Regions from separate parts of the Mus musculus genome. Here region 2 is linked to region 1. Evidence: chromatin contacts called from public Hi-C data. All regions are on one chromosome and are shown on one strand. The core of a region is the stretch at or near the end of the contact, and the rest is flanking DNA. Distances in the headings are between cores, read along the strand shown.

Region 1 (4,617 bases), core at 1,002-3,501:
TGAAAATGTCTGTGATTCTTTAGAGTACTTTAGAAATGCTTCGTTTATTTTAAATATGTAAGATTGCTGAAATCTGTCATATTACTTTTATATCATTAAAAAAAAAAATCCAAACCAGGAAAAAAAAAAGCCACACTAAATATAGCACTTCCATTAAAGTTTTTGTATACTTACAGGCGAGCTATTGCTTTTTTGGCCAATTTGCGCTGTAATCTCCGGTTTTCATCTGTATCGTGTAGCACATGTTCTTCAGCTGCCCATCTATCCCAACTGGTTGAAAAAGAAGAGGATGTAAACGTCAGTATTTTGAAACAAATGAAACGGATGCTAAAAAGCATCATGAAGAAGTGCCCCAGACTTGCTGACATTTTAGAAAGCTATAAAAAAAAACTTCAAAACCACCAAGAGGTTACCAATAAAGCACAAAGGGAACTCAGCTACAGCAACCAAGATTTCTAGAGATTACTCATAGATCATCCAAACATAACAGACTTTAAAGTAATCATGCCTCAGACCAGGCAAGCTTTCCAAACAAAGCAGAAGCAGGAAATTAAACTTTTCTACAAGTGTTTCTAAAACTTAAAGTTACAAAATTATCTTGCTACAAAGGCGATTAAGTCTAACTGTAACAAGTTCACTGACCTTCTGTTCCAACCATTAAAATGTATCAGATATTCTGGAATCTTTCTGCCCTTTTCGTCTTTCCCGATAATAACATCGATGATCTGAAACCAGGAAATACTACTCACGCGTGGCACAGCAAACCGAAAATTACTATAAGTTTGGTAAAAAGAACTAGATCACAGTCCCTTCTTAAAGAAATAAGAAAGTACTCATCCCTCCCCCCTTTAGATCGAGAGCTGGGTCGTAACATTCTTCAACATTTTTTTTCCTCTTCTGCCCGAGTGGTTGCCTCAAAATAGGAAACATCCGTCCAACCAACCCAGGATTGGTCTCTTGAGTTTGAGACCGGGTGAAACTTCTGAAGTCATTGGTCGGTAGATTTGTCATTAGCGAAGGGCCCAGACTAGAGAGAACAGCCCTGAGACCTCTGGGAGTTGTAGTCACCTGGGCCTTGCCTTGTCCAGTGTCTTGCCTAGCTAGCCAGAGACTTCCACAACCCTTCCCCTCCCCTTAATAGCCATGCATTCCCTAAGGTGATAGCTGGTACAAATGAAACGTATATCCTTCCATCTCCTAGCGATAGAGCAAGCTGGAGGGATAGCAATAGGAGGTAAACAGAGTTAAGGGTTTCAGGAAGAACCAAAGATACATAATCCAGCACAGACCTTGGGGTGTTCCACTGGACAGCACTGCTGAAACATGGCTAAAAACACACCTGGTGCTGCTCCGAGTTGTCTCTGCCACCAAGGACTTCACCTTGGTGGCTGGAAACACCGATGCTCGCCCCGACCCCCAGCGCGCTGAATTTTTACCTTCTTTGGGCTCTGGAGCACTTAGGTGCCCAGTCCTCCACTTAAAAACTGACAACCGCAAGATATAGCTCAGCCTGGGCTGACCAAGCTGGATACAGGCGAGATGCGATTCTTTCCTAGCTCTGTTCGCCTCCCACCAATCCTTTAGAAAGCAACAGAGCAACCTTGAGCCCCTCCCTTCCCCCCCAGCAGGACTACAATCCTAAATTTGACCAGGGTTCGGGACTGACAGCTGGGAATAATTGAGGACCAGGTTGAAGATGTGGGTGGGGAAACTGGTCAAGGTGTCCTCTACTGAGCCCATGTGGCGAGAAGCCGCGTGGGACAAGGACAGATTCGTTACAAAAGCAGAGGCCTCAGGCGACAGTCCTCCTACACCGGTCGCCGGGATTGGCGCCCAGCGCTCAAACCGCCACCCTGGCCTAGCAACCGCGCGTAAGCGACGCGACACGGCCGGAAGCGGAAGCATCACGGGTCCTTTCTAGTTAGGGAAGTCGCGCGCCCAGCACGTCTCGCCAGCGTCCCCTGTAGTCCCGGGCCGCTCCACGCAGGCCAAGGCGCGCCCTGGTGGCTGTCCAGGACTCCAGGCCACTTGTCCTCCGCTGGCCCCTTTGCCTCCCATCCCTCGAACCCAGTCCCGCATCTCCTCCCTGTTCCCCCCGCGGCGGCACCTTGGCATCGTACAGCACTCGCGCCTTGGTAGGGTCAGGCTCGAAGCACAGCACTTTCTCCCCAGAGTGGAATTGAAATTTCATGCCCTCGCTCGCGCTCATTTGCTCATCGTGGCGGAGGGCGAGGCTCCGGGGCGGGCAGAGTGCGCGCGGTGGGGGAGGACGGCCGGGGAGGCGGCGCTCCGCCACCGGGGGGGCCCGGGAGTGGTGGAGGCTACGACCGCCCCGCCCTCGGCCCCTCCTCCGGCCACCCCGCGCCACTGCGAGGACCTTGGCAGTGGCGATGGAAGCGCGCGGCCCCGCCAGGGCTTGTCCCCGCCCGTCCCCTCTGGGGCTCAGAGAGGGGTGCGGACGGGGAGCAAGATCCCTCGACCGAGGTCTTCCAGCAGACCGTTCCCTCTGGTCCCCATGGGTTAGGATTCCCGCGGTTTCCAGGCTGCGCCCACGTGTGTGCCGAGCTGTCACCCCGGGCGTGCGCTCTCTGGCCGGAGTGTGGGGATCTCTTAGGGAGAGGATTGCTCTAGGGTAGTCACCAGGCGCCGAGGAGGCTGGATGGCGTCTGCCCCCAGGAGCTGCCTGGCCGCGCGCGCGCGCGTCAGCCCCCTCGGCGGAGCTGCGCGCAGATGAGTGTGGCCACGCGAGAAGGACGCGGTGTTGGAGCTGGCCGGAGAAGGGCAGTGGCCTTGAGCGAGGGGAGGAGACATTCCGGGCAGTTAATAGAACACTGGGTCATCCTTCCGAGAGGACCAGCAGGTAGGGCCTGGAGGCCCCAGTGAGCAGCGGACAGCAAAGCTTATGGGTCCTGAAAGGGTCGTTAACACCTTACGTGTCAGCTTGCAGCACTCCTGAATTGCTCCCCCATGGTCTATCTTTAGTGGCTCAAAACCTCCTGAAGAGTGGAAGCACCATTGAGACTGCTGTTAACAGAGTGCCTGCAAAGATCGGGCGTTCATAAATACTCCCTGAATGACCGACCAGAAGACAGGAGACTTGAAGGGCAGAGCTTCAGTGACAGAGAGGGCAGTGCTGGCCTGTTTCTTCTTGAGTGCAAAGCCACTAGGCAGTGTGATTACTAGATCAAGACCTGGCTGGAAAGTTGAGCAGATGGGCTGGGAGGTTTTTAGTGAACTGTCAGATTTCCCACAGCCACTCACTCTGTTCTTGCTTCCAGAAATTTGCGTCTCCCCACCCCCACCTCCCTTCACCTGGTACAAGGTCCAAATCTCTCACACCTCCACTTGGGCACTTCCAAGAGAAAGGTCCCGCAGGAGCCTAGAGGAACCAACCATGTATCTGTCCAGTATTCCCTCCCAGAACTCGACTTACCCTTTTATTACCATTTTCTTGCTCTGCTGGAGAATGGGTTGTTCATTTGCAAGATGGCCCCACTAAGAGGGTAAACTGCTTGAACCTGGGGGTTGGGGGTGTCTAATCCAGTGTGTCATTGTATACTCACAGCACACAATAAATATTTAATGGATGAATGATCACAGATTTATGAAATCAAATCCATAAAACTCAATGGCCAACTGGATATAACTGAGGGAAGGGAAGGAGGCATCTTGGGAGTCCTCCAGGTTTTCTAGAATTAAGAGCTGAGTGAGGAATAGCTCCACTGGCCAGATAGGGCAAAGAGGAGGGCAGGTGTGAGGAAAATGGCCAGATAATGACTTGGATCTAAGACAATGAAGTCCATAAGCCAGAACTGGAACCCTGATTCTCCAGGAATGTGGATAGTAGATGGTAGTGTTCCCTGTAAATGGCAGAGGCAGCTCTGAAGCACATATCACAGCTTATCACATGTAGCCATAGCTGGAGTAGTGTGGTGTTTCCGGTTCATGAACGGAAGAGTCCACTCCATGCTCTAACCTTTGAGGAGAGGTGGGTTCCTTTTTTTCCTATTCAAGTCCATCCTTGTGTCATGGGTGGCTCTCCTTCTCTGCCTTCCTCTATAAAATCTAAGAGTGATACCTATATACAGCTATTATATACATAGAAGTCTGATATCTCTCTCTCTCTCTCTCTCTCTCTCTCTCTCTCTCTCTCTCTCTGTGTGTGTGTGTGTGTGTGTGTGTGTGTGTGTGTGTGTGTGTGTGAGTGTGTGTATGTGTGTGGTACTGGACAAGTAATTAGTCTCTGTGAGATGGTGTGTGTGTGTGTGTGTGTGTGTGTGTGTGTGTGTGGTATTGGACGAGTAATTAGTCTCTGTGAGATGCTTTTGTTATAATTAAGCAAAGAAGTGGCTCCTTTATAAGGAGTAATTAAAGCGTTCAGTGCATTCTGTGTGCATGGCTTTGTTTATTACCTTGCAAATAATGCTGGAGAAATGCTTCATGATCATTTCCTACTCATTTACCTGGTTCCTTATCCATTCATGCAATAAATATTGATTGAGCTTCCTGAGTAATCAAAGTTAGACACACTAAGCAGACTATATACGTAACTCCTGTCTTTCAGGATGGCGTATTTCAGGATGGAAGAGTACCAAGTAAGCAAGTTGGAGCCTACTG
Region 2 (4,617 bases), core at 544-3,043, 370 kb after region 1:
GTTCACGTTCCATAGACTTAGAAGTAATTAGGGTTGTTTCATGATTTAGTAATGTTGAATACAGGATACTCTTTGACAATTCCAAAGATATCAGAGCCTGAGCTTCTTTACAGACAGGAATCAGTCATTATCCATCAATGCTGCCAGTGAGATCAGCTAAGAAATTGAGCAGATATTACCATTTGGTTTTCATCTATCTCTCAATAGAAGCAAAAAACAAAATCCAACCAACCAATCAACCAACCATACAAATAAAATTTCTTCAACTTAGAAATAAACAAGAGCTCACTAAATCCTCCCAATGAACACTCCTCTAATTATAAACATCCTTTCTAATCTCATGTCTTCCCAAATTGAGTTTTTCTGTGATACTCTTTCTTGGATGGGGCCTATTTAGTTTGGAAAAGCTACTTTTTAAAGAAGTCACACTTTTCATTTTTCTAATTTCTCATTAAGCATCACTGTTATTCGACAACCAGGTTCCCATTGGGTGCTGTATAGTAAAGATATCAACCAATCATTTTGAAACATTTACCACATGTTGCTTAATTTTATTTTGCATTTTTGGGGGGGCATACTTCTTCCCTCATAATGTGATAAGCCTGTACTGAATGGGTTTTATTTTCAAATTGGTTGTAAGTGTATGATCCAATCATAATAATTCTTTGCTGTATTCTTGGTTCCTAATTTCCCCCTGGATAGTTTCCAGACTCTGCCATTGCATTGCCATGTATTGAGAAGAATCCTTTAATAATAAAATGGTACAGTGAAATTTTAGTGCTTGAAGTTCTATCGTTTGTCTCTATTGCATGTAGAGTAATATTCATCCTTGACTTCAACCATTTAAGTCCTCTTTCATGCTCTTCTCTGATTCTTATCACCCTTCCCCAGTCTAGCTGTAATCTTTTATCATCTACAAAGATCTACAAAACTGACCATTTTATTTCTGCAGAGGCATTTTGTTTGTCATTTATGTCTAGTATGTTCTTCATGTAGCACATTAGTCTGCATCCCTCACATGGTAGGGGAGAGTCACCTTCTCTGATGACTCTCTTCAAAGTGTTTTTGACTGTACTCAGTTACCATTGATCATATCACATGAGTTTTATTGAACTTATTATATTTTATATTCAGCGCTTATTTTCCTAAGCTGATGTGGAAGCTTGTTCAGGACAGGCATCCAAAAATACATTTCCCATCATATCTTTACTGCCTAGAGTAGGCAGTGGCACAAGTTGAATTCTGTTTTTACATAGACTATAACAGGACTTTCCAAAGTTAACTCTTCGTTGGTTATTTAGTGGGTTAGGGGTAGAGAGAATACTGGAAAAAAATGTTCCCTTCATCTTTTTGCCCAATTCCTACTAAATGAGCTTCGCCAAGAACCAGACTTGAAGTTAATACTGAGAAAATATTTAGGGGTGACTCTGGTATCAGCCATGTTTGGAAACTATTGGTACTGACTCACTTAGCTCACCACTTACTCCTGAAGCAAGCAAAAATTCAAATCTGTTAAAAGCTAGGACTCAAGATCTAGGCAGCTCTAGACAGTACAGTATTATTATTAATGTGACTTCAAAGTACTAGAGTACAGCTTTCCAGAGAGGTACCTGGCTTTAGACCCTAGTGTTCATTTCAGCCAAACCCTCTAAAGATATTGGGGACATAGAAATGTGCCTTTCTCTAAAAACTGCAGAATACTAATATATCCCTCAGTTTTCATTTTAATTTATGTCAGTAGTTCTCTAAGAGGGACCTGATAACGTCTCAAGGCATTTTTTGCTCACTACTAGCAGGAGTTTCTCTTGGTGTGTAATATGTAGAGATATGAGGTACAGGTATGTATCCTAATGATGCACAGCCCAGTTCCAAGTGTCAATTCTGCTGAGAACCTGCAGCCCCAGCTAAGATGTTCTTATAGAGAAATCAAAGTCTTTAATGTGTTTGGAGAAACATTTTGTATGACATACCTCAAAATATCTGCAGATTTCTCTGCTTTTTAATAGTCAGTATTGACAAAATGAAAGATAAGAGTTGGCTGGCTAGACTCAGTAACCACTATCAATAGCATATTTTTATGCTATAAAGTGCTGATACTGAAAAGAGTATTGTCATAATAGATATCTTGATACCTTGGGACTTTTACTTCTTGATTTCTCAGTACCAATGTTCTTTCAGATTCTGAGATTAAAAGATATTTTCTGTAGCTATCTTCTTTATGCATTAACATCTATCAGCCTTACCTGGTATGTTGCCTTTGTCTGGACTTAGAAGAGTGTCAGTTGCTCAAATTTTGTAAGTCTGTGTCTAAAATTTGAAGGTATAATTGTGAAAAGATGTGAAGTGTTCGCAGAAAACCTTTATTGGTGGACAACAGACCTGCAACAGTCTGAAAACAAGACATGAGGCTGTGCTGTTTTTTGTTTGTTTGTTTGTTTTGTTTTTTGTTTTGTCCAGTGGCTGGGGTTGTGCTGTAGACCCTTTGCTATGAACTAAAGCAAGAGGCACTGAAAGGAACAAAAGGAAGGAGGGGGGAGACTGTGGCTTCCAAATCTTCTTCCTCAATTTCATCTGAACAACCACTGGCTACCCCGTGGTTGGTGATTTATCTTTTCTGCCATTGAGATGATTCTAGGGAACTTTTCTAAACTTCTGGCCATATCACTTAATGATAATTAGCATGACTTGTCTCATACTGTAAGCTCCTAAATGATTGGGCAAGTAACAAATCAAGTTACTATCAACTTGTTGAATTTTGCACTGCAGTCACCAGTTGTCCCAAGCACACATTTTCTCTTTTTAAACAAATAGGACAAAAAGAACAAGTATTGTTATCACTGTATATATGGTAGTTCTTTCTCTATGAAGGTTGAGGCAGGTTGCTTTGCTGTGAATGTGGTATGGTAGGTAGGCTGCCACTCCACCCATTGAGTTATATCCATATTACTTTATATGAATAAGGGCTATGGCATACTACCAGGAATTTGATCAGTTCAAATATGATCTTTGTTCACTGAAATATGGCTTGACTTCTTTGCTTTTCTTAAAAGGTGCCATGACCCTTTGAAATAAAAATCATCCAGGATTTCCTTTCCTTCTTCACTGATATATTCTTAGAACTTTCTAATTAACAAATTATAATAAAATGTGAGCATTTGCGGTGTCAAATAAACTAGATTTCTAGCATGAATTTTCAGAATTGGGAGGAAAGTTGCTATGGGAACACCAACAGAACTCTTGAAGATTAACTCTAACAATATTTTTTTAATGACCCCTTTACACAGTTGAGTGAAATATCGGGTGAAGAAATTGCCTAAGTACAAGTAATAAAGGCATCTTGTTAGCATGGAGAGTGTCTGGCTCTGTGTTTCCTGAACAACTTTGTGTTAGGTGGGCATTGCCTCATAATAGGCACAAAGCCCTGTATAATACAAGAGATCCCTATTATGGCGTTACCACTGTAGCAAAGAGATGGAATGTTGAGTTTGCATAATAATTTGAAGCAGTGACACTCAGTGTTATTTCTGTATATATGCATACGACTTTCAGATGTCTACTAGGTGCTATGATCTTGGTGTTGATGGTCTGAACAAAATGTCAAATGATGGTCTGAACAAAAAAGCCTTGACTTTCATTTCAAAAGAAATGACACTTTTCCTCTTACTTTAAGCTATTGAATCATAAAGGAAATCATAGTGTTAAGATCCAAACAGAAAGGAACTCAGAATGCTCAACTTGAGGAGTGAACTATTTTTGACATGTTGGCAGAAGTGAGGCAGGCAATGAAGGGTGGCAAGGCACTCAGTAATAAGCTATGTGGAGCACTTGTCATGGAAGGAGCAGCAGTATGAGAACCTGACTTAGCACTGATTGGAAGAGATACTACCAATGTGTTCACAAGGCAAAATCTGGAGAAGCAAAAGCAGAGGGAAATAATCCATTCAAACCCTGACATCTTGGTTTTTCATTTTCCTATCTCCTTCTTGAAACAGCCCAAATATCCTACTGAGATGTGTGTCTAAGGAAGAACACCCCCCCAACAGAGAGTAGATGTTTTATTTTCTTTTGTTGTGGGGGGGGGGGGGGAACTTGTTGGCAAACAGAGATAACCAGCCTGAGTGTATGATGCCTTAGGAGTTACTTACTTGTGAAAGATCCATTATTCTTTCAGAGGGCTTCAAAGTTTCTTAAAGTGTTAATTAGAATGTTTAAACTATTCATGTATTACGCAAACTCCACTGACCTACACTATATATCCCAGTAAGTATTCATTTAAGGATCTAATATTCACTTATGTTATGAAATTTTATATATATATATATATATATATATATATATATGTATATATATATATACACACAAATATATATAAAACTTAGAAGAACACTATCAAGAGTGCTCTGAACAAATTTTACTAATAAAAACAAAACTAAAATGGACCATTTTCCCTCTAAGCTCATGACACTAGTCTAATGTATTGTGTTTTCTAAACAGTGGAAAACAAAGAATTAATTTAGTCTTTTCTAATTGAGAAGTATAGTTTTAGTTTTTAGCTTTAAAGTATTGTTACTTATGTCTTTCAGTTATGGACTAGTTGCAGCCAAAGACTGCAGTTGG

The links. A called contact is a pair of places that touch in the nucleus more often than the background predicts.
Region 2: a contact with region 1 is called in a Hi-C map of the G1E-ER4 cell line, with 2.7 times the contacts expected there. The contact joins the enhancer-like site here to the promoter of Msl3 in region 1. A contact is called at or near these places in 4 of 39 promoter capture datasets (the HPC-7 cell line, HPC-7-derived erythroid cells, liver and 1 more), 4 of 484 Hi-C or Micro-C datasets (the G1E-ER4 cell line, the HL-1 cell line, LSK cells and 1 more), 4 of 115 datasets of contacts at active chromatin or transcription factors (astrocytes, bone marrow-derived macrophages, fibro-adipogenic progenitors and 1 more) and 1 of 9 other capture datasets (macrophages).

What each region holds. Positions count from the first base shown.
Region 1 is chrX:168,671,621-168,676,237 of GRCm38.p6, forward strand. It overlaps Msl3 (MSL complex subunit 3), which reads right to left and starts at 2,252. Exons shown (of 13, transcript NM_001370791.1): 1 at 2,108-2,252; 2 at 643-725; 3 at 175-270. The coding sequence starts at 2,209.
Region 2 is chrX:169,041,473-169,046,089 of GRCm38.p6, forward strand. All of the region lies in intron 1 of Arhgap6 (Rho GTPase activating protein 6), which reads left to right. Among named protein-coding and RNA genes, the nearest start is that of Amelx, 140 kb to the right of the region's middle. Within about 2 kb of position 1,794, at least 2 of the 459 cell types and tissues checked have an H3K27ac peak or open chromatin away from gene starts, as enhancers often do. A contact at or near this core is called in the G1E-ER4 cell line and the HPC-7 cell line, where this site is marked.